4 separate regions of the Sus scrofa genome follow, and all the other regions are linked to region 2. The links are chromatin contacts, called in public Hi-C and HiChIP or PLAC-seq maps. All regions are on one chromosome and are shown on one strand. Each heading gives the region's core, a stretch centred on a gene start, on an enhancer-like site or on the middle of the called end of the contact. The rest is flanking DNA. Distances are from core to core; before and after follow the strand shown. Region 1 has its middle 260 kb from the start of PIK3R1. Region 2 has its middle 35 kb from the start of CD180. Region 3 has its middle 290 kb from the start of PIK3R1. Region 4 has its middle 200 kb from the start of PIK3R1.

The links. Hi-C and Micro-C count contacts between places; a contact is called where the count stands out from the background. HiChIP or PLAC-seq counts read pairs in DNA pulled down with a chosen protein or histone mark.
Region 1: an H3K27ac HiChIP or PLAC-seq map of alveolar macrophages shows a contact between it and region 2. The contact joins two enhancer-like sites. A contact is called at or near these places in 3 of 47 Hi-C or Micro-C datasets (liver and skeletal muscle) and 1 of 2 datasets of contacts at active chromatin or transcription factors (alveolar macrophages).
Region 3: a contact with region 2 is called in an H3K27ac HiChIP or PLAC-seq map of skeletal muscle, with 11 times the contacts expected there. The contact joins two enhancer-like sites. A contact is called at or near these places in 4 of 47 Hi-C or Micro-C datasets (heart right ventricle, omental adipose tissue, psoas muscle and 1 more) and 2 of 2 datasets of contacts at active chromatin or transcription factors (alveolar macrophages and skeletal muscle).
Region 4: a Hi-C map of liver shows a contact between it and region 2, with 4 times the contacts expected there. The contact joins two enhancer-like sites. A contact is called at or near these places in 1 of 5 promoter capture datasets (liver), 9 of 47 Hi-C or Micro-C datasets (alveolar macrophages, embryonic fibroblasts, fetal skeletal muscle and 4 more) and 2 of 2 datasets of contacts at active chromatin or transcription factors (alveolar macrophages and skeletal muscle).

What each region holds. Positions count from the first base shown.
Region 1 is chr16:46,169,493-46,175,394 of Sscrofa11.1, reverse strand. No RefSeq gene overlaps it. Among named protein-coding and RNA genes, the nearest start is that of PIK3R1, 260 kb to the left of the region's middle. Within about 2 kb of position 1,649, at least 7 of the 83 cell types and tissues checked have an H3K27ac peak or open chromatin away from gene starts, as enhancers often do. A contact at or near this core is called in alveolar macrophages, where this site is marked.
Region 2 is chr16:45,620,055-45,626,276 of Sscrofa11.1, reverse strand. No RefSeq gene overlaps it. Among named protein-coding and RNA genes, the nearest start is that of CD180, 35 kb to the right of the region's middle. Within about 2 kb of position 3,881, at least 38 of the 83 cell types and tissues checked have an H3K27ac peak or open chromatin away from gene starts, as enhancers often do. A contact at or near this core is called in alveolar macrophages, liver, omental adipose tissue and 1 more, where this site is marked.
Region 3 is chr16:46,141,420-46,147,242 of Sscrofa11.1, reverse strand. No RefSeq gene overlaps it. Among named protein-coding and RNA genes, the nearest start is that of PIK3R1, 290 kb to the left of the region's middle. Within about 2 kb of position 1,857, at least 8 of the 83 cell types and tissues checked have an H3K27ac peak or open chromatin away from gene starts, as enhancers often do. A contact at or near this core is called in omental adipose tissue and skeletal muscle, where this site is marked.
Region 4 is chr16:46,230,324-46,236,787 of Sscrofa11.1, reverse strand. No RefSeq gene overlaps it. Among named protein-coding and RNA genes, the nearest start is that of PIK3R1, 200 kb to the left of the region's middle. Within about 2 kb of position 3,522, at least 13 of the 83 cell types and tissues checked have an H3K27ac peak or open chromatin away from gene starts, as enhancers often do. A contact at or near this core is called in liver and omental adipose tissue, where this site is marked.

The DNA of each region.
Region 1 (5,902 bases), core at 400-2,899, 550 kb before region 2:
CTCTTAAAGTTGGAATATTTATGTCTCACCCAGAGGTTCAGTCCCACCCAGGACCCATTCTGGATTTTTAGCAGGGCCAATGGAGGACACTTCCCCTGAGGATCTCTCAGGCTCTGGACCCTTCTGGTCCAGCAGCTGGCCTAGTTCTGCCCTTATGACAGCTTCTAGTGCTGGCCTTTTCCTTTGTTCATCTATCACCAAGCTCTACCCTGACCCTCATGTTCAGTAAATGAGTCTCTGTTTGGTGGCTTTACAATGAGATGGTACCTTCTGCTTGATATTCCAGATCCTCCAAAGCTATCATCACATTTCCCTTCCTTCTGGGCCAATCCTCCCCCCACTTCCCATTCCCTCAGGGTCTAAGGCTCTGTGTCTGACTTCCACCCCTCCAGTAAAAGAGCACACCTGGTTGGAGATCACCAAATGACCTGATCACCTGATTAAATCACCAATGTCCATGAGCCCATGGGCCTGGCAGATACAAATATGGCACCACGTCATAGCAGAAAAATGCACACTGAAGACTGAAGGGCAGCTTATGGTGAAAAATCATAAGCCGTGATATCAGACAGACCTGGGGCTGAATTAGCACAGCCCTACATGTCTCAATGATTTACTTACTTTTCCCCTGCTCTAGTTTCCTCATCTCAAAAAGTAGACTACCAATATTTTTCTCATAAAGTTGTTGCAAGGATAAAATCAGAAAATGAATATAAAACAATGAGCACAATGCCAGACATTGTTATCATTGTGTTATCATGATGATTAATAATAGGTATGAACACAAAGGAGGAGACCAGCATTTGGACTTCAGCTTATTCAAAAATGGAGGAGGCAAAGGTAACACAGATTAAATTCTGAAATAATCATAGTCTCTGAAGTTTGAGAGAAAAATTGGGACCTCAGTTGACACTGTAGGTTCTATGGTAACTACATCAACAGGCAGCTACAGTCCATGCAAAGGGGTTACCTCCTAGCCAGGGAAGATGTTCCTTTAAAAATGGAGAGACAGCGAGACTAGAGCTAGGGATAAAGGTATTGCTTTGGGAGGAACTTAAAACACAGAAAGAAAAAGAATGCACCTTTGAGATAATTTTAAAATGCCTGCCTAATATTAGATTAATTTTCAATTCTGTTTTGAAAGACCACATCCTAAACATCCAGAATTGAAGTCATCAGGCATTTCTAATCCGAACTATAAAAATATAAATTTTACTCCTGTATTACACGTCACATTTTTAATGTTCTATATTTTATGATGCTTTGCTATCTTGGGTACTTGCAGACCTGGAGAAGGAATGTCCCTTTCAGGATTAGCTACTTCCTAGAGACAGCCAATAATTTGCCTGTCAGCATGACTTTCATAAGCAAATTAGCAATCCTAAACCACACCCTCACCTGCTTCCTTTTATCACCCTTCTCTAAATCACCCAGGGTCAAGTACTAGAGAGCTAGAGACACCACCAATAGCCCAGAGCCTGCTGAAATTATTCAAACTATCCAATTCTAAGCCTATTCAACTGCAAACAGAACCCTGCCTCCCCCATTCCTTCTAGCAAGAACCACGGTAAAGTTTTGTGCTCATTCTTCTCCCTCATTCCTCCGCCTTGTGACCAACCCTGGTGCTTCCCTACATGGCCCTGTGAGGTATGCTGTGTTCCTTCCTCTTGAGAAGTGTTGAGCAACCCTCTCTTCAATGGCAGTTTTCTCCTCATCTGTTGGCCTTCTCAAATTTGAATAACAACAAATTCCCAGATATATTTTTAAACAATCCAAAACAAAAGAAATTTGTATTCAGAAATTTCTAGTTTCTGGCTGGATCATCTCGGGCACTTGCGTATCAATGATTTTGAGGCTCAGTCTCCTCTCTATGAAATGAAACAACAATTTTTACCTCATGGGGCCATGGAGGGGATTCAAACACATGAAAGCACCCATCACTGTTAATGCTTAACTAATGTTTGCTCCTGCACTTGTTCATGCACCCCATCATGCATTGCCATCCACCTGTAGCCTATAAACACGATTCAATTACCACCTTGTTTGTGTTAGTTAATTCTGACTAAACTTTGATATCTTTCCAAAAGTCTGTAGCTGTTAAGCACTGTCATAAAATCTCACTCTCTCACTGTGTGTGACCTCACTGGGTCCCCTTCCCTTGAGTTCTCTGCTTGATTTTGCCACAGCTGCTGGAAAGCCATGCCATTTTGGAAAAGGCCAGTCTCCCTGGTTTTGTGGACATCTATCAACCTTAACAAGCAATTTTGTCTGCAAAAAGGAGTCAAACTCCTTCTGTCAGGCAGAAAAAAAAATCATATTTTTGGCAGATAATTAGTAAAATCAACAAACGAAAGTTGCACATCATTTGTATTGCACTACAGGCTTTGTGGATATTTTACCACCTACGCTCTTCTAATTAGGGAAGAGAGGCTGATAAGTGCAAAAGTTGAGCGAGATTTCCTAAAATCAGAGAACTAATGCCCCTGCTGGACTGAAATCTCCACAAGGATCAATAGAAAGAAGGAAGATGATCAGAAAAACTGAGTGTGGCAGAGCTTCATGGTGGGACCAAGTCTGAGACAGACGGCGAATGAGAAACTTCAAGGGAGACAGCCAGTCCTACATTCTTACTTGTATTCCTGAGGAACAAGACTAAGGGGAGAATGAAGAACTTGCCAAGAATTGCACAAAAGGAGCTGGCAACAACTGCAGGGTGGGGTTATGGGAGACCCTGGCCATGGCGAACCCAGACCTGCTGGTGGGCTCAGAAGTCCTGCCCACCATGAGGTTCCTCTTTTTATAGACATGGACGATTCCACTGCATTCATGCAATGGTCATTGGAAATATTATTTTCGCAGAATTTGGTAACCTCTGAGAGTTATATAAAAGGTGTTATTGTCAATTACAGGATTATTATGTTTCTATCTCCTGCTTAAAAGCACCCAGATCTGGAAGTAGATTAAGTAGGTTCCAGTCCCAGCTTCGCTACTTGCTGTCTGTGTGAACTTGAGCAAGTGGCCTGCTATCTTGAATCTTTAGGTTTTTCCTGCAAAATAAATAAAATACAGTACCTGACCCACTGGATTGCTGTAAAGGTTAGAGAATATCTGCATCTCTGAGCACAGGAACTGATACACAGAAAGGCTCAATCAATATTATTGGTTAATATCTGTCTAGACGCCTTAGGTTTTACATGTAAATAATATTACACGGCTTTTCCTGGAGATCAAAATTGTGCTACCCAGACAAGGCTTTCTCTAAGTGTGGGTGTGTCTGTTAACTTTAATGAGAGGGCTGGGGCTGATTAGGAAATTCCCATGATGGTAACAAGTTCCTGCAGAAGTGTTACAATGTTTAATGTCATTGTTCTAATATTGTACCATATTTGATGTTATTATAGAACTTGGGTCAGAGTCTACACTTTACTCTTCGGTGGAGTTATCAGACTCTTGGACTGACCTAGATATTTCTGGAGTGTTGTAAGGATCTCATGCCTTGCCTTGGATAATGATTACCTAATGAACAATTTAATGATATTTTTTTCAAGCTAGTATATACTTGGTATAAAATTTTTCCATATAAATTCATGTAAATATTTTGATGGCAAGCTTGAGGACTGAGCGCCTTCTTCTTTTTTTTTTTTTCAACTTTTTTGTTCTTTGTTAAAACAATCCCCCATATTGTGTAGGTCTTGCATGAGGGTTAGTCACCATTCAAATCAATATCAATATAAGACACTCCTTTGTACTAACTAACCTTCATGTATGTCTCTCCCAACTGTGCAAATATTAAGAAAAATCAGGTGAAATTCCCTTGGACTTTAAACGAATTCTACATGCAGTAGGATTTCCTAGTCCTGGAACTTAAATCTTTAGCTTCTTCAATAATCAAAAGAAAAAGATCCTAAAAAGCACTTACTACTTTTCAAAGTTCTATATTTTCCTGCCTCTTTAGGTCTCCAAACATCAACAACTTTGCAATTAATGTAGTAGTCACTTTATATACTTTTTGCTGATGGAAAATATACCCACTATTAATTAGTTTGGGACAGCAGTCTTGTGTGAGCAACTAAAATACTCCCTTACCCCATCAGCTATAATGCATTATTTGTCTGTGAATAAGAACTCTCAGCATCTGGGAAGCAGAGCAAAATCAATGGGGCAGGATATATTCTAAGCCAGAGCCAGGCTCCTATGCTGGAAGGCTGTGTAAGAGAAGCAGGCAACACCAAAGGAAAGTTAAGAGATGGAAAGAGGACTGGACTTGCCAGGCAACTTATTTTATCGATAACAAAGACCTTTCTGTTCAGTGGCCAAGTTATATCAAAATAAGATGCGTGCATTAATATACTTGGAATATCAGAATGCTGTACTTCATAAGGGATTCTCCACACTGTATTTACTGTTGATATTCTTACTTTATTGAAAACCGGTACTCAAGAGAATTGGCAATATGATTTAAAATTGTGTCTAAATGCTCTCAGAATGAAGTCAATTGCTATTACAGTTCTGAATTTTGATAATTGAAAATATTTTAATATTTATATTTAATAATCCCCCGATTATTTTGAAAAGTATTACATCTACAGAAAAGTTGAAAAGCAATTCAACGAACACCCATTTACTCCTACAACCATTTTGTCTTCGAAGATCTGCAATTGTAAACGTTTTACCACATATATGCGCTCTCTCTCTTTACTGCTAATTATGTAAAGTACGTGAGAGTAATTAGTTTATATCACAATATCTCAATTCTAAATATTCTGGCTTACATCTCCTAAAAATACGGATATTTTTCTAGCTAAACCATGCCATCTTATCCAGAGAAATTAGCTTTTATTCTGAAATTTCCAATGTGCTATCCACATTTAAATATCCTCAATTAACCCTATGATGTATTTTATAGCAGTTGTAAAAATCCAGGATCCAATCAAGTGATCACACTCTATTTGGTTGTTATGTTTGTTTAATCTCTTTTAACTTAGAAATTCCCATCCACTCCTGCCTTTTTTGATTTTCATGACACTGACTTTTTTGAATTCAGGAGCTGTTTTATAGACTATCCCACATGGTATCTACTTGATTGGCTCAGGGCTACTTACTTTGTCTTTACTGTGTATCCCTCCAGTGTCAGCTTCCTTCATCATATCATCTTCTTCTGTATAGTCAAATCACCCTCTACCTCCCTCTTCTAAAGACATTTATGATTACACTAAGGGCCCATCCAGATCATCCAGGATAATCCTCCCACTGGAAATACCTTTAACTCCACCACATCTGCAAAGTCCCCTCTGCCATATTAGAGAATATTCACAGGGTCTAAAGATTAGGATGTGGCTATCTTTGGGGGCCATTACCCAGTTCCTTCCTAATATACATACCTTTCACATATGTGTGTGATTGGTTCTCATAACAACTGTAATAGTTGATGTTGTTATCAACTTCATCTTTATGTGAGGAAATGGCAATGCAGAGAAGTGAAGTGACCTATGTTCAGGAAACTAACAGAACTTAGATTCCAACCCAAGTCTTCTGCCTTCTCAGTGTTGCCTCCTACCAACAAACAGTGAAAGGCATGAATGTCGAGAGAGGTGAGGATTTCCAATAGGCTAACATACAGATCCAAGTCAAGTTAGGCAACCGAATCCACACCCCAGACAGAGAGAATTTACTTTACACAGTTAACCAGATCCAGGCAGTCTGTTTCTCTTCGTAACATGGGGCTGTAAAAATGACTGTGCAAGCTGCAGCTACAGAAGGCGATTTGAATAACCAATGGGAAAAATAATTGTTCTATGAACTTCAGAAATTTTTGTCAAAACATTAAAAAGTCTCTTATTGTCAGCTATAAATGGATATGGAAGTGAAAAACTGACATTTAGAACACTAATTTAGAGAATTA
Region 2 (6,222 bases), core at 2,632-5,131:
ACTTCTTACAGCCTCTCCTTGAGAATGGAGATATTAATATCACGTGATTTGGTGAGTTGCTATGGGGATGAAGTAAGGGAGCATCAAAAGTTCTGAGTGCTTCTCCTCACTTGCATTCGATCACTTTCCAGTCTTGCCTTTCTTCAAGAATAAGACTATCTGGGAATTCCCTTGTGGTACAGTGGTTAAGAATCCAGCGTTGTCATAGCAGCAGTTTGGGTTTCAGCTATGGTGTGGGCTCGATCCCTGGCCCTGAAACTTCCACATGCCTCGGGCATAGCCAAAAAAATAAAAAAAAAAAAAAAGAAAGGAAAGAAAGAAGATTATCTGCACCATTACATCAACACCCCACCTTCAATGTAAAACTCACAAAATACCAGCTTTTCATCTCTTTGTCCCTCAGTAAATGGATACCCTATGCACACAGACAACGCAAAAACATGAAAACGTTCACTTTTAATGACAACGGTACTGGTATCAAAGAAGTCACGTAACAGTCAACATGCTTTAAAGTAAGGAATTATTTTCCAAGTATTAATTTACCAATTTTCCACACGCCAAGTTCCCAAAGCAGTCAAAAACATCTGAGACCCTGCAGGCTTCATACTTTCCCTAATGGGGCACTAATTGTTTTCAAATAAATGCCCGTAGTGTGCAAACTCTCTGTACAGAGTGAAAGAAGTTTAGGGAATGGTAAACATACCCATCATTCTGGTGTCTATAATATCACACTTCAGAAGATTCCAGGAAAGATCTGGTTGGGATTAAATATATTTAATATCCAATAATATTTAATATTTGAATTACAAGAGGATCAATTGCAAAATATCTCCCTTCAAAAACAAACAACACAATTCTATCACTGCTCCGCTTAACATTTACTCTTCCTAAAATGATTACATCTTTTGCACACACACATACACAAATAAGCATCTCATACATGCACACTACATTTCTTTGAGACAAAGTACTTTCTTTGTGAAAGGCTCTTTAATTTTGTTTTCCTTCTTTATTTGCAACCTTTGTAGGATTTTAAAATGAGGTGTTTTAATAGCGCCATCTTGTGGTAATGAACTATTTCAAATTCTTCCACCCAGCATCACCTCCTCCTCCACCTTTTCTTACTTCTGTTTTGTGATCCATTTTTTCATTTGTATTTATTAATCATTCCTCAGCATTAGTGCCACTGAGGATGATAAAGATTTCATCAAAACAAAGTAGGTCATTTTAAAAACAAATAAAGAAGTTCCCGTCGTGGCTGAGTGGTTAACAAACCCGACTAGCATTGATGAGGTTGTAGGTTTGATCCCTGGCCTTGCTCAGTGGGTTAAGGTCCTGGCATTGCCATGAGATGTGGTATGGGTCACAGATGCGGTGCTGATCCTACACTGCTCTGGCTCTAGTGTAGGCTGGTGACTATAGCTCAGATTTCCCCCCCCCTTCCCCCAGCCCAAGAACCACTTTATATGCCATAGGTGTGGCCTTAAAAGACAAAAAGAAAAAAAAATAAAAATAACAAAATAACAAAAAAGGCAATAATGTGATAACAGCAGAACCTGTACATATAAGAATACGCCACTCTTCAGGGGCAAGAAGAGTAACTAAAAAATCAACCAGAGATTAGGAAGAATTTCAAAGTGGGATTTAAAGGAAAAGGCAATCTGATTTAAATGATTTGAGTTGGAGGTTTCCTTTCATATCCGCCACATTTTCTGTCCTGTTGCCAGTCTGAGAGCCAGGCATCTTGGAACAGTACGCAAAGGCTTCCCAGCCACAAACAAAGGAATATTAAGGCCATTGATATTCTTCTCACAGAAGCAGGAACCATAGCCAGGTGCTAAAGGAATTGGTTGTTTATGAAGAAATAATCAAATATTCTTTCCTTTCTTCCTTCCTCATTCTGCTTCCTATCACATAACTACCAGCATCCCTTTCCCCAGGGGCCAGAATGCTACTTGGGAAACTAATAACAATGACATTTTTTCCTAAATCACTTCAGCTCCAAAGATTTGCACATCCATTAGGAGCTTAGGGTCAGTAGCAGATCTGACCAGATAATCATCAAAACAGGTAATTCCAGAGTTCCCGGTTGTGGTTCAGCAGGTTAAGGACCCAGTGTTGTCTCTATGAGGATGCAGGTTCAATCCCTGGCCTTGCTCAGTGGTTGGGGATCTGGTGTTGCCACAAGCTGTGGCATAGGTTGCAGATGTGGCTTAGATCCAGTGTTGCCATGGCTTTGGTATAGGCTGCAGCTGCAGTTCCAATTCAGCCCCTAGCCCTGGAACTTCCATATGCTATAGGTGGAACCATTAAAAAAAGAGAGAGAATCCAATCATCTGTCGATGGACATTTGGGTTGTTTCCATGTCCTGGCTATTGTGAATAGTGCTGTAATGAACATGCGGGTACATGTGTCTCTTTTAAGTGGAGTTTTGTCCGGATAGATGCCCAAGAGTGGGACTGCGGGGTCATATGGAAGTTCTATGTATAGATTTCTAAGGTATCTCCAAACTGTTCTCCATAGTGGCTGTACCAGTTTCCATTCCCACCAACAGTGCAGGAGGGTTCCCTTTTCTCCACAGCCCCTCCAGCTCTTGTTATTTGTGGATTTATTAATGATGGCCATTCTGACTGGTGTGAGATGGTATCTTGGACTTGGAGAAGAGACTTGTGGCTGCCTGATGGGAGGGGGAGGGAGTGGGAGGGATCGGGAGCTTGGGCTTATCAGACATAACTTAGAATAGATTTACAAGGAGATCCTGCTGAATAGCATTGAGAACTTTGTCTAGATACTCATGTTGCAACAGAACAAAGGGTAGGGGAAAAAATGTAATTGTAATGTATACATGTAAGGATAACCAGACCCCCTTGCTGTACAGTGGGAAAATTAAAAAAATTAAAAAAAAAAAAGAGAGAGACAAAAGAAAAAAACAAACAGGTAATTCATATACTCTTTTGAGGATTACATCATTAAATCCATTGGAAACATCATTCAGCCTTTAAAAGTCTTTAATTCTTTCAATTATGAAAAAGACTATTTTGTGGATTCACATGGTGAAAAATGAGAGGGAAGGAGTAAAAACATGAGAATGTTGGCCAGAGAATATCCACTTGTGAGTCTAACTTAGAGTACTGAGGCGGTAAAGGACCTTCCCTGGGCAGAGAGGTCCAAAGGGAAGGTGACCTCCTGATTTAAAGGTCATCAGATACACACACATACATACACACAGGCACACACATTAATACACATGTACTGGAACGAACATCCACTTCATAGGCATAAACATAGGGTTTAAGCCAAGCTTCTTCTATGGAAAGACATTTGTCTTACAGGGCTTCAGAACTGGGACTCAAAAGTTAAGGTGTCAAGTGGAAGACGAAACCGAGAAAAGACAATCTTTGCCTATTGGAGATTGTGATTAACAGCAGAAAAAAGGCTTAGCACTGGCAGATGATAAATGGGAGGGGAGTAAAACAGTGGAGAGAATTAGATACCTGGCTGTGAGAGGGAAGCGGCAACTTGGAGCAACCAAAGGAAGCTCTGAGTGGGCCACAGAAATCATCAAAGCCCAATGTATTATCCTCTGAGTGAGGAGTCCTGGAGGCCTGCCAAATTCAGACATGCAACTCTGCTGGCCTTTCCAGGTCTGAGCGACTCCTAACCAGACTAAGGACTATGACCGAGGAGTGAATTCCTTTTCCTTCCTGGTGACCCTGTATTACTTTCCAGTAAGTTCTCCTCTGGTACAATTGTTCCTTTATCTGCACAGGAAGGGAATTTGTGATTCCTTCTGGAAACAGGAGTGCTATGGATGCCGGGCTCACTCTCTTGGCTGCTGGCTCAGAGTCTGATCATACACAGACCTGGAAGGAAGCCCAATCATGTGTGGACTGTGATGCAACAGCCTGGCTCGCCACCAAGCTGGGTGGCGGCTTTAACTCTCTAGGACCCAGTAGCATTTTGGTGACCTTTAAGCAAAAATCACCATGACTCCAATAGTATAAAACAGAGGACAAATCAAGCCTAGTGCTGGTGTTTCTACATAAAGCTTTATTGGAACACAGCCATGCTCATTTATGTAAGTTCCCCTATTGCTGCTTTCACATAAAAAAAAGTCAGAGTCGAGTAGCTGGGACAGTAACCACTGGCCTGCAAAGCCTAAATTATTTATCATCTGGCCCTTTATGGAAAAAGTTGGCCAACCACTGGTTTAAATGAAGGATCATCAAACAAAGGCAGTGTGGTCTATCAGAAGGACCATGAGAAGGGGACTCCCAAGGTCTGGGTTCTAGCCCTGGTTCTGTTAGAAAACATTTGGCTCTCCAGCTCTGAGTGATCTTAAATGTCTCTTCTAGCTGCAAAAGATACAAAAACTCTGTGATTTAAGCATTTGGCAAAGTACAGGGTTTCAGATGCCAATTTTACTGCCCAATGTTTTCCATTTTCCAAAAAAATGTCATTTTTTTCTGTTTGTAATCCAAGGATTGTGATATTTAAAATCGTTAGATTGGAATCGATACCTTGTGCTTAAAAAAGAAACAAACACACATGCACACACCCACACACCCACACTCACACACATCAGAGCAAACCATCCAGCCCAATAGTATAAGCATAGTGTTTCACATCCAGGCTCCCTGCACTAACCTTCCATGGGAAAGACATACATCTTCTAGGGCCTCATCACTTGCTCAGTGAAAGCTGCTGTGTCTAGGGCCTCACCATCTGTAAAACTATGATCAAAACATCACTATTCGGTTACTACCTAAGACACAGCTGTAGAATTATGGAGAAGAGTTTTTACAAAACTGAGCAATTGTCTGAGTATGTCTCCTGACTGAGGAGTAAAAATGCCTGGTTCACAAAACATTTCACACTTTATAGCACATTTATATGGTGGATGCTATCCTATGCCCTTGTATCCTATACTATCTTTACTTAGTGGTTACTTTATGAGACTTGCAACCATTTTCCAAACATCTCTTGGTCTGAGAAGAACATAACTTAGAGAAGCTGGTTGTAAATGAAGGTTTCCGTCTTTGTCTAGGTTCTTCCCAAAAGTAGAGCCTGAGACAAGATCAATAATTTTGGGAAGTGATTCCAAGGAACAGAAGTAGAGGACTAGGAAGATTTAAACAGAGAAAGAGGGCAAGCCAATCCAAGGCCCCTTCATTGAACTAGTCACTGGGATGGGCAACTGCAGCTCCTTCCCCCCTGATGCTCTGAATTGCCTTGTAGAATGAGGCCCCAACATCTTTCTGAATAATATGGGGTGGAGGAGTACTTATCCCCCAACTCCCATTATTGCCCCAGTGTATGCATGGAGCAAGGTGGTTAACCTGGTCACTGCAAGCAGCAGCCTGGGTGTCAGAAAGCAAGAGGTATGCGGTGCAGTTAAGGCAAAGACCTGATGGGTCACAACTGCACAAAGCTGTCACAGCAATGGCTGGAGTCAAAAGGCGAAGAAGATATAAGGAAGGGAGCAGGAAGTGACCCATACAGCGTGTAATGCTTAAATTTTACTAGCCCATTCTCCAAATACACCATCAATTAGGTTAGCCTGATGACAGTGCTCCGTCACCCAACATCAGATGAGCCCCTGTCTCATGCTAGGACCCTGGAAGAAGGAGATGAAGACACTGCCCCTGTGTTCAAGGAGAATCCCATTTAATAGAAGGATACTATTCTGTAAATAAACCGTGTTAGTGAATTCAGATCAACACTACCAGTTAATATGTGAACCCAGATTCTCCCTACTCTGTTGGATGGGAAGCAAGGAATGGAGGTCAACATAAAGGAAGGCTTTAGAAAGAGGGTGACACCTGAGAGGTTTCAAAGGACCAATAGGAGTTTTCCAGGAAGTAAAGCAGGATGGAATAATAAATCACCTATGCAGAGTCATGGAAGTTGGAGAAGTCAGGATGTGTGCAGGAAAATACAAGGGCTTTAGGAAGTTTAAAACAGAGACAATGTGTGGGGAAATAGCCACCCATGAAGAGGGAGCTGAGCCCAGACCATGATACCCTGGATCCCATCCTAAGTACCTTGAACTCCTTCCTATTAACAAAAAAAGAACATGGAAAGATTGTTTAAAAAAAAAAAAAAGGGGAGTTATTCAATTTGCTTTTAAAAAAGATAACTCCAGTAACTTCTTGGAAGGGAGTTTATATCATCTCAAAAGAATTTCGGGGTAAATTAAAGTTTGTATATCTTGATGATCCC
Region 3 (5,823 bases), core at 608-3,107, 520 kb before region 2:
CACAAAGGCCCTGAGCAGGAAGTTGGTCAAGAAGGCAACTGGGAGCTGAGAGGAAGGGCACAACCAGATGACACTAGCCTCATCCTTCCTTAAAGTTGGAGTATTGCGCTCGTCTTGCTGGACTCAGTTTCCCAAGCTACACTATCTCCCAGGATATATTATTCTGATTTTATTTTGTTGTTCCCTTGAAATTCTGGGTCCTGGCTCTTTAATGTTCATGCATATTTATTTTGTGCCTTTTCCAAACATAGGTCTCAGGTCTCTTTATCCTCTCAGACAATCATTCTCAAAGTCTGATGGTCTCTGGACCAGTAGTATCAGCATCACCTGGAACTTGTGAGAAAGGAAAAAGGGGGAGGTGGGTACGACATTGGAAAGCTGGCCTGGTGCTCCCAGTGGGCCATGTTATTCCCCTACTGAACAGAAGCAATCTCACAGAACCACATGCAAGGTTACTCTGAGACCATGATAAAATGAGACAAAACAAGGCCATTTCATAAATTTATCTGAACACAGACAAAAACAAGGTCATCGTGCAAGCCCACAAGTTATTAAACATCCCCTCCCTTGGCCAAAATAAGCGTCTGCCATTTCTGTACCAATTACAGTTTATTCTCCTGTGAGTCTCTCCTCCTTAAAGATAAAACTTGTTGAGATAACCGCTCATAGAATTGCCTCTGTTCTCTGACAGCATCCAACTTAGAGCACACTCCCACCTGCTTAAAGCTCCCTTCAAATCACTGAACCGAAGCCCAAATCTTATATAGGATCTTTCCAACATCCTCTGACAGACACACCTATAGTTCCCCATGGCCTGTTCCCTTTCGCTGTGGGGAATAATCAATCCAACTTATTTAACCATAGGTGACTTCCTGGTGGTCTTTGGTTGAAGGGCATCGATACTTGGTTCCCACCCTAGATTTAATGAATCAGAAACTCTGGCAGTAGGGGTGAGGGGCAGGGAGTCCAACATCCTGGCTTTTAACAGGCTCTCCATGGGTTTGTGACGCCCACTCCAGCTTGAGATTCACTTCTCTAAGGCAATGGTTCCCACTCCTTGCCACCCACTAGAATACAGATGCCTAAATCTCCCAGAGTCCTGTTCAACTGGTCTGGAGTGGAGTCTAGAAATCTACATTTTTAAAAGCTCCCCAGAGACAGGTTAGGGGGTGGGGGGATATGCTGGGGTGTTTGGGATGATAATGCCATAAAATTGGATTGTGATGATTGTTGTACACCTATAAATGTAATAAAATTCTTTAAGTAATGAAAAACAAATAAATAAATAATAATAAAAGCTCCCAGATGATGCTGTTGAGTATCATCTGAGGAGGTGAAGTTGGGAACCACTGCTCTAAAACAGTGACGTTGGTGGGAGCACCACGGAAGGATAAGGTCTATTTGCAATGCATTCTTACTGGCAACAGCCTCTTGCTGCAGTTTACAAGCAGTTGCTGTGGGAGCCGGTTGTAATTCTGCCCCTAGCTATCCATGACATGCCACAGTGTCCTGCCAAAGAAGGTGAGAACTTTGTTGTGGGGGACTTTGCCTTGGTTCCTTAGTCACATATCAACAAACTTGCTAGCTGTATCTTCTGTGCTTAGTGACCTCCCTTGCTTCTTTGATTAGACAGACACTGCTCAGCCATACACACAGGATTATTGCATATAGTTACATCTCTCTCTCTGAGAGGCAGGCTAATGTAAGGGAATAATCACAGCCAATGCTTATCTTGTATTTAATTTGGTGCCAGTCATTAGGCTAACAATCTTTCAACTATCCCAATGAGGTAGATGCTATTATCATCCATGTTTCAGAGATGAGAAAACAGGTTTGGAGAGGCTAAGTAGCTACCCTAGTCCCAGCTGCTCAACTGACGGAGGCAGGTTTCAAAGGCAAGCCGTCTTGCTCCAGAATCCACACTTCTAACCACCCTAGCTTAGTTTCCTCTGTCTGCTTTCCCTCTGGCATCTCCTTTATCTTTGTCTTTGTTGTTTCTCCTCTCAGCATGATACTCCCCAGCTTTTGCGGGGTAGGGGTGGAGGTGGGGAGGGAAGGAAAGACTTCCAGGCAGGCTGAGGTGTCTGTCCTCTCAGGAACAACAAACTCCTCCGCTATACTCCTCCTCCCCCACTCGCCTCTCCACAGAAATATCCTCTGTCCACATCTGTAGAGTAAAAGGAAAGTGGTTCGCTTAGTGTTCAAACATATAGCACACATTCAAACAGCTGTCCTGGTACAGAAAGCCCTTTCAGCCCTTTAAAATGTTTTAACTGTTTCCTGCCCCCACAATTGGTGTGTTATATTAACATCATGGAACACTTTTGAATGAGACTGCCACTCATTTTATTTTTTTTAATGGCCACACCCATGGTACATGGAGTTCCTGGGCCAGGGTTCAGATCTGAGCCCTATGCCACGGCGGTGGCAACACAGGATCCTTTAACCCATTACACCAGGCCAGGGATCGAGGCCAGCCACTGCAGTAGGATTCCTTACCCCCTGGGCCACAGCAGGAACTCCAAGACATCCAGTTATTTACTCTTCTGGAACATGGTTTTTAGGCTCACTACCACATTTCTTTTTTAAATACTTTTGATCAGCTTCTGTCCTTATATCTTTCAGTTTTTCAGCTTCTGTCCTTATATCCTTATATCTTTCAGTTTCTCACCAGGGCACCAATGGATCCTTCATCATCTGAAGGACTTAGCTTTCCAGGAACATCATAACTTGGGATGAACCAAGGCCTCAAACTTAGTGATCCTCCGGCCATCTAATAATAAGACTCCTCATAGAATAGTGGTAAAAATTGACTTAACTATTTATATGACTTGGAAGAGTGCATGGCATGAACTATATTCCAAATTCTAATGTTAATTTTTATTTCATATTTAAACATCTTTGAAATCTGTTTGTGTCTTAGTAATGATGATTTAAATTAAAATTATAATTGACTTTTTTTGGTGTATCTTTCAATCTTAAGTTTGATGAAGTAAATTCTCAATAAACATTATTCTTCCTCCTCCTCTTCCTCCCACTCCTAATTTATATTCCAAGAGTCCCAGTCCTCATCTGGCATCTGAGTTTGAGAAATACACAAAGGTCCTTTCCCCAGGTTGCATGGTTCGGCTATCACTTTTTCCCATAAGCTGGGAGAATGATATTCACTGGTCATCTTATCACCTGTGAAGAGAAGGTAATTCTCACCCAGGTACCTGCATGTACCATAAAACTCTGCTATAAACTAGGGGTACACGATGCCCTAAAGCAGCACACAGAGCACAAAGACGACACAAAAACAAATAAGAACAGGTGACTGTACAACTGTTAGCAACATCTTGTATACCTCAACACAGAACTAGGAACTGCCTTTGCAACCTTAAAAAGCAAATCTAACTCTACAATGATTAAGATTTTTTTTTATGTAGAATGAGAAAATTGTCTATTTTATACTATATGGCAAAACTCAAACAGAATCCTGACTAGACCTCTTTAACTTCTTCAGATTACAACTTCAATTGCCAAATGTTATTTTCCTCACAATCCTTTTTCCATTACTTTCTCTAAGTTCTCTGGCTCCAACCCAAATCCTTCTCCAGGATGGATGCTATCCCCTCATTGTATTTCCATGCCTCCTCCCCACACATATGCACAAGTACACACACAAACACACACATCACCACCGCTGGATCTTTCTCTTTTCTTGTATAAAGACCTTTAGCTTTTTTTTTCTCAGTTTCTAAAAATTATTTACATCATTTCACCTATGAACTCTCTCCCTACCTTTCCACCTCCTTCATCATCCTTCTTCAATGCATCAGAGGCTTCTATATAATAATAATACTTTTCACCAGACACAAATGTGTGTGTTAGAGACAGAGAGACAGAGCCAATAGGCAAATACAAGATAATATAAGTGCTAATATGATAAACAGATACAGGATAACATGAAAGCAAAAGCAAAAAAGAGCTTCCCTTCACCTTGATCCCGGAAGAAAGACTGAGGCACTGCCATAGTTCTCTACATTGGGGCATGTCTGGAGACATTTCGGTTGTCACAATCAGAGTGTGGTGTGCAACCTACATCTAGTGAGTAGAGACCAGGGATGCTACTAAACACCTCTAGAACAAGCAATTTTCTGGCCCCAGCTGTCAACAGAAGTTGAGGATCCCTGAGTTACACATTTTAGGGGTAATAGGCGACTGAAGTTTTGAAGAATAAGTGGAAATTTCCAAGCAGGTGAGTAGAGAGAAAGATTATGGAAAAAAAAAAAAAAACCCTGTATGACAGAATTTTAGATCACTTTGACAAGAGTTTGGGAACTATTTGAAATATTTAGAGAAAGTTCATCTCTAGGATGTGGAAAGTTACAAGAAAATGTTACTCCCACTAAAAAGCCAGATAATTTACAAAATTACTCTCATTTTAAGCCTGCCAGAGAGCTGAGAATGCAAAGCAATTTGATAAACTATAACCAAAAGGGGACAAATTTCTCCTGAGATGGGAACCATGGCTATTTTCATCTTTGGTAGAACAGAGAGGAGGAAAAAAAGTCACAGACATGGATAAGAAGGAAACAGCTGAACTTCTAATGAATTTTTGCAGGTTTGATGTGGATTGAGCATGAGGACTTAGAATCCCTGAGGTTGTTTTTGTTTTTTCAGTACTTTTTTTCTTATACCACAAGATACTCCACTCTCATTTTGTATATCCCCAGTCTCAGCTATTTATTCAATGAGTCCTGTGTCCTTTTACTGAAGAGTGATATTAGAAACCAAGATCTGAATGTTGAGAATTTTCATTTGTTTTCACATTGTCCTTATATTTTTCTTTAATGCTTTGAATGCATTTGTAATAGCGGTTATATATAAATAGCTGTTTAGCATCTTCGCTAATGCCAACATTTTGCTGATTTTTTTCAAAGTAAGGCTTACACTTTCCTGTTTCTTTAAATACCTCAACTTTTTATTGTTGAAAGCTGAATATTTTTGATAGAATGCTTTAGCAAATATGGATTTTGATTTGTGTTTTTTTTTTTTAAACTCATCCAGATTTAATTTAGTGTGCAGCCACTAACATATCAGCTTAAATTTTTTATTCTTGTATTTTCCCTTGGCTTCTCTGAGTCTCTCCTGAGTTTGCATAGTGTCTCTTTAGCTGATTGGTCAGTCAGTGATGGAGCAGATGTTGCACTTGTATGTTTCATCCTGAGGCTCCTACCTTCTCCTTGGTGATCTGTGTGTGGGTTGGGAAGTGAATTCAAAGTTCAGGCTTTGTGAAGTCTGCCTCAGCTTCTACATTGTGCCAGGACCTTTCAGGTCTCCCCTGAAGATGTCAGTGGTTAGAAATGTGTGAAGATAGAACTTATGAAGAGCTTATATATCTCTTCTATCACTTTCACTAAGATCTCTTTGTTAAACCTATGGTCTACTGCTCACTGAGATTGCAACCTCAGGTAAGTAGAGCTCTTTCATTGCCTACCAAGTTTATTGCTTCCTTTGACAGCACTTCTAGGTATGGACTTCATTTGTTCCAAATCATGCCAGCCAACCAAGGGTGCTGATTTTCATGGCTAGTCCTACCCTGGTAACACCCTAGCACCAAATGAGTTGGAGCCAGGATATAGATGGGATAGCTCCAGGCAAGACAATTTAAGAGTCCCACTATTCTTATCTGAAGTTCTGGCAGTTTTTCATCAAGCAATACTTTTAAATTTGTCATTTGCCTTTGCTTTGGTCAGTTTCTAGAGCATTGAAATGGCTGCATTTTTGACAATTTTGTCCAGTTTCATGCTTTTTATCTGGGATAATATTAGCCCACCT
Region 4 (6,464 bases), core at 2,273-4,772, 610 kb before region 2:
AAAAGAATGTGTATAAGGAAAAAGGGTAGATGCCAGTTTTCACCACAATTATTTTTATTTTTATAGATATTCCTCCTTCATTACTCTGCCAAGGGACAGACCCAGCAAGAACCTACACGTTTTCATCAGGAACCCTGGACAAATTGATGCTGTTTTGTAAATGGAGAAATCAGGTCTAAGTCTCACATCCTTTTCATCTTTGTTGTTGTGTTTGTTTTATCTCACTGAGATTAGCTATTCCTGTGTGTGGCTTTCTTACCAAAAAGTAAATTCTGCAGTATAAAACTAGAGCTGATCGTTGTTCATTTCCTCCTATTTCTCCACTTATTTGCTCACTTGATCCATCAATTCTTTATTCAGTCAAAAGTAACCAAGCACTTATTTCAGTAAGACATTAAGTATGTGACTATTAAAAAATACAAAAACTGAGACAGAGTCCCCATAACCTAAGAATTCATTATCCAAACCTTTTCAAGTGCCAAGCTGCAGAGGGAAGCAAGTCATCATAACACACACACACACACACACCACAAACCTAATAAACTGACCATTTATCACATGAATTGACCCATTCCAACATTCTTCATTGTTTAATATCTACCTTCACTCATAATCCCAATGTCATTGTTTAATAGTAACTTTGGTAACGAGCTGATATTATAATCCATCAAAAATATGTTGGGAGAACAATGCAAAAAAGGAAAAAAATTTAGAAAGTACTCAGAATTTTATAACTGATGAAAGAGATGTTGGCAGTATAGTCAGACAGAAAGTTCTTGACAAATGAAATTCTAGCAGGGTTTTATCGGTTGATTATTGAAGAAAAGAAAATTGACAATAATAATGACATGTTGGAATTCCCAGAGAAAAAGCAGTGTTTTAGAAAATTGATAAATCTTTGAATGTTTTCGCAAAAAATTCTTTTTATGAGCATGTTGAGAAACCCAAACATGAAGTAAAACTAATTGTATTGTGCTATGATGCAATTTTGTTAGATAAATTACACCAAAAATCCCCAATATTTTCTTAATTCTTTGTTCTAAGATTTAGCACATAGCCATGATAATAATCTAAAATGTATTAGATGTAAAATAAATAAATCCCCTTCATAATTTTTAGTTTTAATTTTGAAAGCCAAGTTTAAATTGAACTTTTCATTTCCCACCGTTTTCTATGTCCTCTTTGTCCCTGTTTTAAAGGGATTCAGCTTAAGCTTTTTCTGGTACTAATCAACCTCAGATAATGAGAACCTCTCATATATACTCACATGTTACATTTAAATAGAACCTTACTGTTTGCAAATACTTTCACAGATCTTGTCTTAAATTTTCACAAGAACCCCACTGTTAATTTATTGTTTTCTCCCCCACTACATAAAGTAATATTTTAAGATAGAGTAAGCTGCTAGTTTTCTTAACCTTTTAACATTTTAATAACCACAAAAATCTCATGTTTCCTGGAAATTCTGATCTACCCTATCCCTTAAGCAGGGGGTGGTGCCAAGCTTTGAACTTTTGATGAAGAATCATCAATCCTCACAAAACAGGGTCAATTTCTAGTGGCACTCTGCAGCCAAGATTTGATTAAACTTTACTTTCTATAATTTTTGCTACAAAATTAATTTGTTTTCCAAGACATAAAGTTATACTACTGAATATATGGTTAAGACAATCTGGGGTCCCAGCCTTCTGGCATGTCTTACTAAGTCATGTAACTATCCCTCCCCATACTGGGTTGGAAATCACTTGAGCAGAATGACAAGGACATCGAATGGCCAGGCTGACCCTGAGATGTGGGCCTCTGACTATCTCAGTGCTTGCATTGCTACTGGAGTTCCCTTTAAGTTCTGTGACCTTAGGAGCCACTATGATGTGCACATAGTTAACCCATGGGTCCAGGAAGGCAGAAAGATGAGTACCTTCCACAGGAATTCGGGGGCCTGAAATATCACAGTGGCCTGAAGAAATGAGATAAACTCTACTTGGATGGGATGTCAAAAGATGGGCAGGATTCAGATGGAGCAGGTGTTCCCAGGCAGGAGAACAGATAAGACAGAAGAGGAAGGTTTAGGCCACAGCTGTAAAGGCTGATGACAGCCAGGCTAAGCAGGGGGACCTTCATCCAATAGGCTAGGGGAAGGTGGGAGGACGTTTTCAGCCTTTGAGCGGGACAGTGAAAGTAATCCAAGGTTTCTATAGAGTAGGGAAGGGTCCTGAAAGATGCAGGGTGAATACAGATCCAGGAGACGGTTGTTAAAATATATACAGATGGAGAATTGGAAAGGTAGAAGGGTCTTAGAGTCTTCTAATTGAACATCTTTCCAGTGGAGGAATCCTCTGCTCTCTTCAACAGGTGATCCAGACCAGAAAAATGGAAGGGCCAGGTAGGGGTGGTGGAGTGGAAACAGCAAGGATGCAGGAAGTGCCAATCCCACCACAAAGGAGAGGCAAGTGCCTCTGAAAGTTAGCAAGGGCCATCCTGTCCCCTCATCCTGCTGCCCTCCTGGTACCCTTCACTAGCTCTTTGGAATTCATCTCTAGCTTCCCCTACCACCACCTCCGGATGGGGAATGGAATCTATCCACTGAGTATGGATCTCCCTGGATTTTTGAAGTAGGTCTTATAAATCTAATTATGCTGTTCATTGACTGAGTGTGTCCTGGATCTGGAATATAATTTGACAAGTGGTGATCAGGCCATTCTTAGGGGCATATGGGGTCACTTGGGCCCTGGCTTTTCACAACTACTCACTGGGATTATGGGCAGGGGTTAAGACAGTCTGGTAGCTGATATTTCCAGAAATGCATAGGACAAACCACTGGTATCTGAAGCCCCCAGGATATTCTGTAGTTATTGCTAAGGGCTTACAGAGACCATTGCCTTTGCCCACTTCTCTCACCTGACTTTGCTCAATTTTTCTTATTCTTTTTGAATTAGATCCATATGGAAAAAAGGAAATCAGAAAAAAATAACACCTGTTTGGCCTTTATCAAGCCTCTGCCTCTTCCTTGCAAACATTGTCACTGCATCATGTCTAGGCTTCTGCAGATACACAGCTAAAGTTACATTTTCAATAATCCTTATTTAGGCATTTGATATATTGATCAGATCGTATTGTATGCCAGGGCCAGGGGACACCAGGTCAAAAGGTAAGTTACCTTTTCTGAAAGGACTAAAAAACCAATAGGAAGAATGGTATTCATAAAATACTGATATTAGAATATCATGGTGCCTATATATAACAAACTATATTTTTGATGTACCAAGTTCATATTTTTACAGAAAGCTCCCCTAGAGTTGAGGGGAATTTCGTTTCTCCTTTAACCTGTTTCAGTTACTTGCAACTTTCTTTGCAAAAATGCTTGGGCACTCTAAATTTGAGTCCAACAAATATTTTTTATGTCCTTGGTTCCCCCTCCAAGGTGATTTTTTTTTCTCCCACTTGTAGAAGTAGCAGTGATGGGCAGGAGCGGTGGGCCAGTGATGCTTCGATTACATCGCCCATTCCATTGCGGGAGTTATGCAACCAAGGGGAAAAATGCATTTTCCACTCTTGAAGCCCTTTGATCATTTTGCTCTTACATAACTCCCTAACAGCTGGAGCTGTAAACTTTAAAATTGGCAGGAACATAGTTCGTATTGCGAAAGAAAATTCAACCCACATTTGAAGAGAAACAGCTAGCAATTTTAAAAGTGATCCCAGTATTTGTGTTCTTCAACATTTAGTGAGTGCTGGTGATGTGGGGGCCCATTAAGCAAGTTCTTTGCCCAGAAGCAGTCTTGGCTAGGACTGCTATCAGCTGGGCCTGGCCCAGGAGAATGGACCACCTTCTTATCCTCCTTCTCATTGCTGAGTCCTAGTCTGTGGCAGCTCCTCTGCCCACAGAAGACCAGAGGAATGGTCTTGAATGTTGGGGGCTGCCAGGAGTGGATTCATATCTACCTATCCATGCCTCTTCCTGCAGCCTCAGGGCACTCACTGGCTTTGCAACAATATCACTTCTTTCAGCCACCTTTCAAAAGGATGCTTTGCTACCTTGTTCTCAGATATTCTTTCTTTCCTCCTGGTCACCCCACCTTGTTTCTACCTACTTCTTCCTCGTCCCTTCCTTTCCATCTCCTCCTTCCCCTCCCTTTCTTCCTTTTCCCTCTTCCTTAAGTTTTGAATATGAACTTCCTAGTCCCTAAAATGCAAATAAATCTCTACAAAACTACGTGCTTGTTGCTACAACTTTACGTCATGATGAAAAATAGTCAACTCAGTTCAAACCCACTCCTTTGGGATTAATAACATCAAACTGTATGGACACCTACATATACTTAAAACCAAATGCAGAGATTGGTTTCTAAAGAGGTTGTTAAACTTCTAACTTGCCAAAATAACATTAAAGAAAGGCAAAATTGGGTTTTCCATAGTGAAGCAAGCCACTGGAATCACTGACACCAGAAAGGCACTCAAATATCTAGAGTTCTGAGGTAGCCAGAAACCCGGGCATCCAAGTTCTCATTATCCTTTCTTCCCCATTAGTGATCTGTGAACGTGTGAAATTACACCATCAGCAGCAATTGTTGTCTTAAGAGACTCTTCATCTGTATCTACAGGAATGGCAAGTTGTACAGGAGGAGCATGACACTTGTCACCTTGATATACCTAGATATGGTTGCTTCCAGTTCAAAAGCCTGAGGTCCTCCAGGATGGCTGTTCTGAACAGAGAGATAGTCACACTCTCATTTCCATGATTTTCAGGGGTCAATGAGTACTACTTTTGGGAAATGCAACATGGTTCCCTGAAGCAGAAGCCCCCTTTGTCTTGACCTGGAGGCCTCTTCCACCTTGCCACTGGTCATTCTGAATTCTGCTGAAATAGAGGCACAGAAGAGGAAGGGCTAATTCAACAGGACTGAGGTCTTGTTTCTCTTTCTTTTTGCTGCACTATGATTCAACATGCTTCCCCTGTGTTTTTAAGGCGAACATGTCAGGGTTCTTATTACTGTGAAGAAGCTTTCAGTTTTTCTTGCTGCTTCTTTCAATGCCTGCCCATCTTTGGTCTTCCTTCTGTGGTCTTCATGCCTGCTGTAACCATCCTTCCTGCTTGCAGGATGGTGCTTTGAGGCCTGGATTATATCCACTGCAGATTGTGGGAGCTGCAGATTACAAGGAATGCCTAAGACAGGAAGGCCATCAGGGAGCACTGGGTCTTCTAAATACTGTGAATCACTCCCAAATCCTTCCAGGATCAGGCCAGGCTTCTGGAAGCATCTTGAAAGGATTTTCAGGAAGGAAGAGGTATGATCTCTCAGATATACAGCAAGAAGTTTTTTTTTTAAATCTTTAATTTTTGAAGAATTTTGATGTGGTAAAAGGATAAATATTAAAGGTTTTTAAATATATTTTTTAAAAAAGTTTAAATGACTTGTATATTGCTTGTCCTGGTGACCATGAGCTGTTCATTCCTTTAATGGTTGAATAATGAACTACTTTTGGCTACTTTTTTCTTTCCACAGAAATCTTGCCATGCCAAGAACAGGTATATCAATCAGGCATACCTTAGGGTGGAAAAATAGCTCATAAATCAAGAAATAAACTATCATGAGGTTTCAACTGGAAGGAACTCAATTCCTGTGGTAATGATGCCAATGATGGTGACACAGATGATGGTACTTATCACGCTGTGGCATGTGGTATGGAACTGGGAGCTAATGACTGACATCACTGGCCAACAGCTTGCAGGCAAACTCAGGGCTTTTCCTCGCCACTATCCCTCATGATTCCCCTATACAATCTAGCTATGACCCTGTCAGAAATGAGCTGCCATGTCAGCATGTTTGCTGGCATTGTTAGAAGTTCATTTGTGACCATGCAACTTTTTCTCAATGTAAGCATTTGTGGGTAAAGGAATAGAGAGCTTATGTGTTTGCAGCAGAAAGGGTGTGTGTCTCCTACTTCTCATCTGGTGGAAACTTGCTGCTTTTAGGAATCTTGGCCAAAATCTTTTTTTTTTTTTTAATTTTTCTGTCCTCACTTGAAAGAATCCAAGAAAGAACTTGATGTGAAGTGAGATTTTTGATGTTTTCCATGCATTTTCTTTATTTCCTTTCAAACAATCTCCTTTCCAATGATGACCATGATGATAATGGCTGACATCCATTCAGTTCTTGTGGCTACGTGGTATACTGAATCCTCATAAGCCTTATGCTATTGATGTTGGCACCCTCATTTTATGGACAAGTAAACTGAGTCACTGGCACGTTTAATAATGTGCCTGTGATCATACAGATAATAAATGGTATATACAGATTTAGACCAAAGCATTCTGACTTTAAAACAAGCTCCTATCTTGATGTCATGCCGCCTCCCTTGCTGGAGCTAGGAATAACTGTTATTGAGTCAACAAAGACATACGGAGCTCTTATTATGGGCCAGGTTCTGAATTAGGCACTGAGAATATTGAAACACTAGAGCAA